Linked DNA regions of Triticum aestivum: region 2 is linked to region 1. Evidence: chromatin contacts called from public Hi-C data. All regions are on one chromosome and are shown on one strand. The core of a region is the stretch at or near the end of the contact, and the rest is flanking DNA. Distances in the headings are between cores, read along the strand shown. Region 1 has its middle 45 kb from the start of LOC123042052. Region 2 has its middle 20 kb from the start of LOC123042053.

Region 1 (3,514 bases), core at 654-3,153:
CCCCCTCGAACGAAGCCTGCCCGCCTCACCGGCAATGCAAGATCCCATTTTCCCCTAGTATATTCGCACACCTACCACCAGTGGAATCTTCAGGCGTGTGCAGCTGTAACTGCACCCTGCAAGGTGCATCCCCCTTGGTCCGAAGCGTGGCCGGCAGCCGCGATGGTGAGACCACCTGGCAGCCTCTCCCCAAAGTTTTCAGCGTACTACCAAATCTCCAGCGGCTGCATGGCGTGTGACATGCTCATTGCAGTGCCTAGCTCATTGCGTTTGATCGAGCAGACAAGATGTGTACGCGTGCCAAGCAACCATGGTCTCGGCTGGTGGTACCAAGGTGCTGCCTGGCACCGTGGCGCGCATGCACGGCACGTCCTCATCCCATGATTCCTGAATGGAGCACCGACCGGTGAAAAAGTGCATCGATCTATTTTCTGGTTTTCTTTTGTGCATAGTTTTTCCTTCTTCTGAAAATGACACGAATGATATACCGCCAAGCTTCTTTTGTGCTATGTCTTGTCATTATAGCATCCTGACCATGTGTGCCTCCACTATGTATGTTTCTTAAGGTGCTGGAACCCTAATTACCCGCGACATTTGCATTAGTTTAATCCAAAGGTAGATTTTACTTTTAAGAAATCCAAAGATAGATTTGATGCCTTCGTTCCCGACAAGTCGCACAGCGGATGCTTGCGTAAATTATTGACGCCCATACTTACTCCTACTCCCATTTCTTTTGCTACTCCCTCCGTTTCTAGCCAACCACATCTCGAAATTCCTCAACCTTTGCATGCTCTTGCATGACTCCGCCTTAATATGCAAGCGAAAAATGATATCATTTGAAAGCATGCGAATGACGGGATATATACGGCGAGCTCCGCCTACAAGGCTCAATTTCTAGGCTTGACCCTCTCCCCCATGAACGGCATGGTTTGGAAGGCTTGGGCATTTTCGAAGGTTAAATTCTTTGCTTGGTTAGCCTTGCAAGATAGGATTTGGACAACCAATCGTCTGGAGAAGTGTGGTTGGCCAAACTGTGGGCCCGCTTTGCAAGAGGGAACATGAAACGGGGGCACATCTTTTCTTCAAGTGTCGCATAGAGAAGCTTGGACTTGCACACATGGACACCTCCGAGTGGCACTTGGATGAAACCGTCAACGCGTGGTGGCAAAGTAGAACCGACAATAATATTCCTAACCGAAACGCAATGGCCTCCCTCACCATGCTCGTTTCTTGGGTATTTTGGAACAAGAGAAATGCCCGTGTTTTCCGCCACAAAAGCACACCGCCGACGATTCTTCTTGCCAACATTTTAGAAGATGCAAAACTTTGGGTGATGGCGCAAAGAAACTAGGGAATATCATAGTGTGCGAGTAATTGCCATGCCGCATCTGTGAGTGCGTTGTAAAAAACTCTAAACTATTCTTTTCTTTATATAATGGGGTACCTAGAACTCATCTAGATGAGATATAATTTGATCTCATTCACTTTGAAAACAAAAACAAATACAACCTACGTCACATTCAATGGCTATAAAAGATGAATGAGACCAAATTATATCTCATCTAGATGAGTTCTAGCAAAACTGTTTTTTAATTAAAGAGGCAAATCTTTTACCTTCGTTTGGAAAAAATATTAGTCTTTTCAGAGTTTCAATGCGAACTACAAACGAAGCAAAATGAGTTAATCCAAACTCTAAAATATCCTTGTATACATTCAATACGTAGTCTTTATTAAAATCTCTAAAATGACTTATATTTACGAACAGGTGCCAGTATTTCCAGTCCTGATCAATCGTCCGGTTTTCTATACGTCGACATGGACATTTTACAGAGACTCATCTGTCCTCTTCGTTTCTAGATAAAGAACCCATCCACGTCACTCATAACTCCTCCGTTGTCGTTCTCGTTGTGGTGGAGCCGACTACGTGGCCCACCTTAGCCATGGAGCCAACCACCGCAGTACACCCAAGCATGCTAACTAGTGGCCCAACTAGTCCGGAAGGGAAGCCATGAACTACGTGGCCCAACTAGTTGAACCGCTTCCCTTAGCCATAGGAATATCCACCCCGACGCCGTACGTCCGCGCGCGATGTCATACGCCCGCCCGCGTATGCCGCATCCGTCACTGTACGTACGGCCGTTCACGTATCCACACCCGTCGCCGTACGTCGCCGCCGTACGTCCGCACATCTTTACGTTGACGTCGATAGTTATTGAAAAAAAAACGACACGGTAGCCGCCGACGCCCGCCGTCGTAACCCTAAACCCTAAATGCATCCACGTCGTCTCCACGTCGGACCCCGTCTGCACGAAGTCGCCGTTGCCCGGGTTGCCGCCCAAACAGGCCGCCGCGCGTGCCCCGACGCCGTTGCCGCTGCCGCCGCGTTCCTTTCCCGTCGCCCAGATGGCCGCCCACCCGTGATCTTCATCGTCGCCTTCCTCCGTGCACCCCGCCTGCTACGACCGGCCATCGTCCTCACGCCGTCGACACCTGCCTCGGCCGGCCATCAACGTCACGCCCTCAGCGCGTTCGTCATCGGACAAAATGGATCCAGCTGAAATCCTCGCCGCCGTGCAAGAGGTTGGTTTGAGACGTCGTTGTGCTTGATGAACAAATTATTTTAGGGATGATGTTACATGGTGTTTGATTGATCTTAGAATTTTTTTTAAACATGTATAGTTAGAGGAGGAGGGCAATTATGATGGCGATGATTACGATGAGGACACCGAAACCTCATCACTGAATATGGATGAACCTGCTGAGGAGAACTACATGAGTTTGGATGAATCTTAGAGTGGCAATGTAGGTGTGATCAATGTTGATAAAAACAATAAATATGATAAACCGCACGGACAATTACATGTTTTTTTGCATCATGCAGCGACATGACGACGACGATGATGATATGGATATAGATGATTCATTTGCTGAAAGTGCACTTCGGGTATGTTTTTAAAAAAATCAGAGAAGAAATGACATAATAATCATATGAGCGCTTACATGTATTTTTTTGAAATGTGCGCAGATGGACGAGGACGGGGACTTTGTGAGGAATATTGTGGACGATGAAAGTGACAAATCGCACATTGATGCATCTCATGATGACAGCTCCAGCAAAGTAAGTTTTGAAACTTACATACATTACATATTAAAATAATAACTGACTGACATAAATGGTTTCATGCATTAATTTACAGGGAGACGTAGATGATACAAGCGGGAAGGATGAGCATGTTGGTGATGATCTGTTTAATTTTGACATAGAATTTGATGAATATCAGCAAGAATCATTGGACATGCATTGGAAGGCCATGAGGAAGACGTTCAAGTCACTAGGAGAGGCTTGCAATTTCTATAACCAGTATGCTTACGAGCGTGGTTTCAGCGTAAGAAAGGACTCGCTGAAATATTCAAAAGGTCCTGAGGGAACTAAGCGCTTGAGAAAGTATCTGTGTGCGAGAGCTGGGAAACGACAGGCAAAACTTTGTATAATGGAAGGCAGGACCCGCAGGCT
Region 2 (3,514 bases), core at 416-2,915, 50 kb after region 1:
TAAATTTCGGTTTGTCTTTGATCAGCAGTGGCGATACGATATTGTCGTTCTCGGCGTGGAATAACGTCTCCCGCCTCGTCCTCATCGGAATGTGTGGAGGATTATGAGTCCCTAGCTCCGGTTCTTTGAGTCTCGCCTTTTTTCTGTAGGTTTGTTTGTATCACTGACGCCGTCTCACAGAGTGAAGAATGTTACCGTGTATTTTGGCCCTTCGTCTCTAGTTCCAACTGATGATGGTTGGCCAGCCTCGCCCGGGACGAGGCGTGCAACTCCGTCTTGCCGGTTCAAGGGCGCTCTACATGCCATATTTGACATTTTCTCTTCCGGAGTGGCGATTTGCCATTGCGAATTGTGGCCAATGGCATTTTCTAGTCTATATCGATGATTTCCGATCGTTGCTTCTATAGGCTCCTTGATTTCAAAAGTTTGCCCCGCTCAGACGGGGCCCAGATTTGGCAGCAAGCTTTGCCCATGGCGTGCCGCTGATGTATGTGAGAGGAAAAAAGACTTGGGCTACTAAAGTAACGGGGCATCTTAGTGCTGATAATTAGGGTTCCAACACTATAACAAACAAACACAAGGAACATGTTGGACAAGCACAGAGGCACCAATAACTTGAATGTGTTTTTCAATTTCTTTAAAGGTGTTTTTGTAAAGTCGTGTGCTGCTAAATATAAGGCCGTTGGCCTTTTCACTTTTTTATATTATAAAATTAAGGATGAAGCCGATCTTCAAGCATAGTCTACACGGTAAGCACGATACAATCTTAACTTCGTTGCGTCGATAGAGGGTGCGACGATTGGTCTTTCTTATGTATCGACAATGCGCAGAACCACTTCCCATTGGCTTTGGCTTCACCGTTTGACGATTATTGCGCTCTTTTTCAGTGTGTCTGTGTTGTCAGCTGGCCCTCCAGATATAGTTTGGCGAGGTAGTGTGGGACATTGGTGGTTTTAGCTCGAGTTCGATGAAATTAATATATGGTTTAGTGTTCCTTCTAAAGTAGATCGTCTTTCTTTTTTAATAGAAACACAGTTGCCTTATGACAAGGTTCGTAAAATTGAGCGGATGGAATCCAATCCTTACTTACTGATAGTTGAATTAGTGCACTTTCAAGTAGGAGTGGGAGGGAATGACGAAGCTTGCCGTAGCCTTTTATACTAAACCATACATCACTGTCTTTCCGCTGATGACTTCCCCACACTGAAAACCATCATGTTTTTCCGTTGTCACTGTAATGTCAACTCAGTTGATGAGGAAGGCAAAGTTTGGGATTAAACAGCACCCACTCATTGTCATAGTACTCACAAGTTAACAACAACTATACCTTTGCTAAAGACAGGTTCGTACGTCACTACCAACCACTTGTGGAAAGCTAATCGAAGCAAGCTTTGCAATGCGTGAGTCGAACAAGCTAAACGCCGAGCATAGAAAAATATCACAAGTTCACACGTCAGATTGGCTGAGCGTGTGCGTCCGTATGTTCTTTTTCTTTTGTATACGTCTCTCTCGCCACCCATTGCTGAGTCACAGCCACGAGGAGATGATGCGCCATGGCTGCTTGGCGCACTCGTTGGTGTTGACATACGACGAGCAATGATGTGCCGCGTCACCACCAAGTAGCCCGTGCGTGACTCACCGAGTACGCAGCAAGAGATGTCGTGCACGTCCTCTCTTTTCTTCGGAAGCCTCCAATGCGTTGCTCGTACTACACACTCCGCAGCCAAGGTGAGCTGTTGTGGTCGGCGCTCGATCACCAGTCGACCGCGAATACTTCCAAGAGATCACCGTGCGTGCCAGCAAAAAAATTAAAATTTGTGTGTATTTTCATTCTACTCCCGGAGACAGAGAAAGATGTCGATCTTCTCCCCATGTTCGCGTACTCCGATGATTACGTCCGATGCATCAGTGTTACTACTCGAGGAAGCTGTAAAAACAAATTGCACGCAGATCTCGAGCAAAGCTGCCCCCCGGGACGAAGCCTGCCTACCTCGCCGGCAGAAAAGAACGGTGGACTGCGAGTGCGAGGTGAGTGCCAACGAAATCTTGAGTTGATCCCTTCAAACGCTCAACCGCAACTGCAATTGGCTGGCAGTATCTCTCCTTTTTATGTAGCAGCATCCTCCAGCCTGAAGTTTATGAGACTGCAAATGGCTGCACCCATTGCTTGCAGCTGCGGCAAGCTGGTGCACGCGCTTGAGTGGGGCACGGGCCGAGAGCGTATACAATATCTGCAAGTGTGTGCGCTGAGTCCACTCTTCACAAGTTGCTGCTGTCGCGTGCATGCACGCTCACACGGATGCACCACAGCTAAGGTTGCCTCCCGTATGATGATAACTTAAAGAGGGGACCTCGAGATTTTGATTTTTTGTTCTTTTCTTTTCTTCATCCCTCGTGTGATATATAAGCAAAATAACATAGAGCACACTGCACGATAGGCATTTATGTCTATTATTGTCGTGCGCTAACTATCATCACTAAGCGTATACACTAGTTTAAGCAAAGCTGCCTAATCTTCATCTTATTACTCACTCAAGTACAGCCGGAATATATTGGTGCCCAAGTTTCCGACTAGATGCACGAAGTCTGCTGCAATGGTTATAGACGCGAATACTAAAAGGCTGCGCATGTCCCCTCAAAGAAAAAAAAAGGCTGCGCATGTATCATGTTTTCGTATGATATGGTGCCAGTCTAGTAGAAGCTGACGGTTTACAAATTGGCTATAGAATAACGAGCTGTATGCACTTGGTTTTTAAACCGAGTTGCATGACCCTTTTTTCACGATACAAAACGCTCCTCGAATTTAGTAACTTTTGTATAGGTAGTTGCTAATTGTAATTTTGAGAGTTTTCAACTACAGCTACATTTCTACTATTCAGAAAATAGCACAGCGTGCATGGACCTTGAAGAGCGACGTCTCCTGGTCGACCTCGCCCGAAAATAGCAGGATTGCCCGTCGTTTTTATTGTAATATCAAAGTAAAGAAGACAAAGAAGAGACACAAATGATTCTTTTAGTCCATTGTAATGTGGGAGACCCACTTATATACAGCTTGAAGGGGTGTGTTGGGGAGACACCTCTTCCCCAACAGACACCTCCTGGAAGGCATCCCTCCCATACAATTGATCACATATTTTATTTCTTAACACTCCCCCTTGGTCAATTCGTCATCTGTATATTGCAATCCAAAAACTCCTCTTAAAAATCCTGTGAGAAAAATTTGAGGAGAAACATCATAATGATATGCCACCGAAAACTCCTTTAAAAACCCAGTGGCAAAAATATAAGGAGGAACCATATGACATATGTCTGCACTTGTATTTATATTGTCTCGTTAAAAACTTTATATGAGAAACCATCATGGAAAACTCATAAAGGGAAAAAGAGTACAATATGAGTGATCAGAAGATCACCAATGGGTTATAATTTGGGATTTTACTCCCCCCGAATCTTGCAAACCTTAAAGTTATCTCATACCCAATCCACGAACCTAATTCTGGAATATAAACATAGG

Evidence for each region. Hi-C and Micro-C count contacts between places; a contact is called where the count stands out from the background.
Region 2: a contact with region 1 is called in a Hi-C map of leaf, with 2.7 times the contacts expected there. The contact joins two enhancer-like sites. A contact is called at or near these places in 2 of 5 Hi-C or Micro-C datasets (both in leaf).

Annotation. Positions count from the first base shown.
Region 1 is chr2B:680,572,513-680,576,026 of IWGSC CS RefSeq v2.1, forward strand. No RefSeq gene overlaps it. Among protein-coding and RNA genes, the nearest start is that of LOC123042052, 45 kb to the left of the region's middle. Within about 2 kb of position 1,904, at least 1 of the 8 cell types and tissues checked has an H3K27ac peak or open chromatin away from gene starts, as enhancers often do. A contact at or near this core is called in leaf, where this site is marked.
Region 2 is chr2B:680,623,071-680,626,584 of IWGSC CS RefSeq v2.1, forward strand. No RefSeq gene overlaps it. Among protein-coding and RNA genes, the nearest start is that of LOC123042053, 20 kb to the right of the region's middle. Within about 2 kb of position 1,666, at least 2 of the 8 cell types and tissues checked have an H3K27ac peak or open chromatin away from gene starts, as enhancers often do. A contact at or near this core is called in leaf, where this site is marked.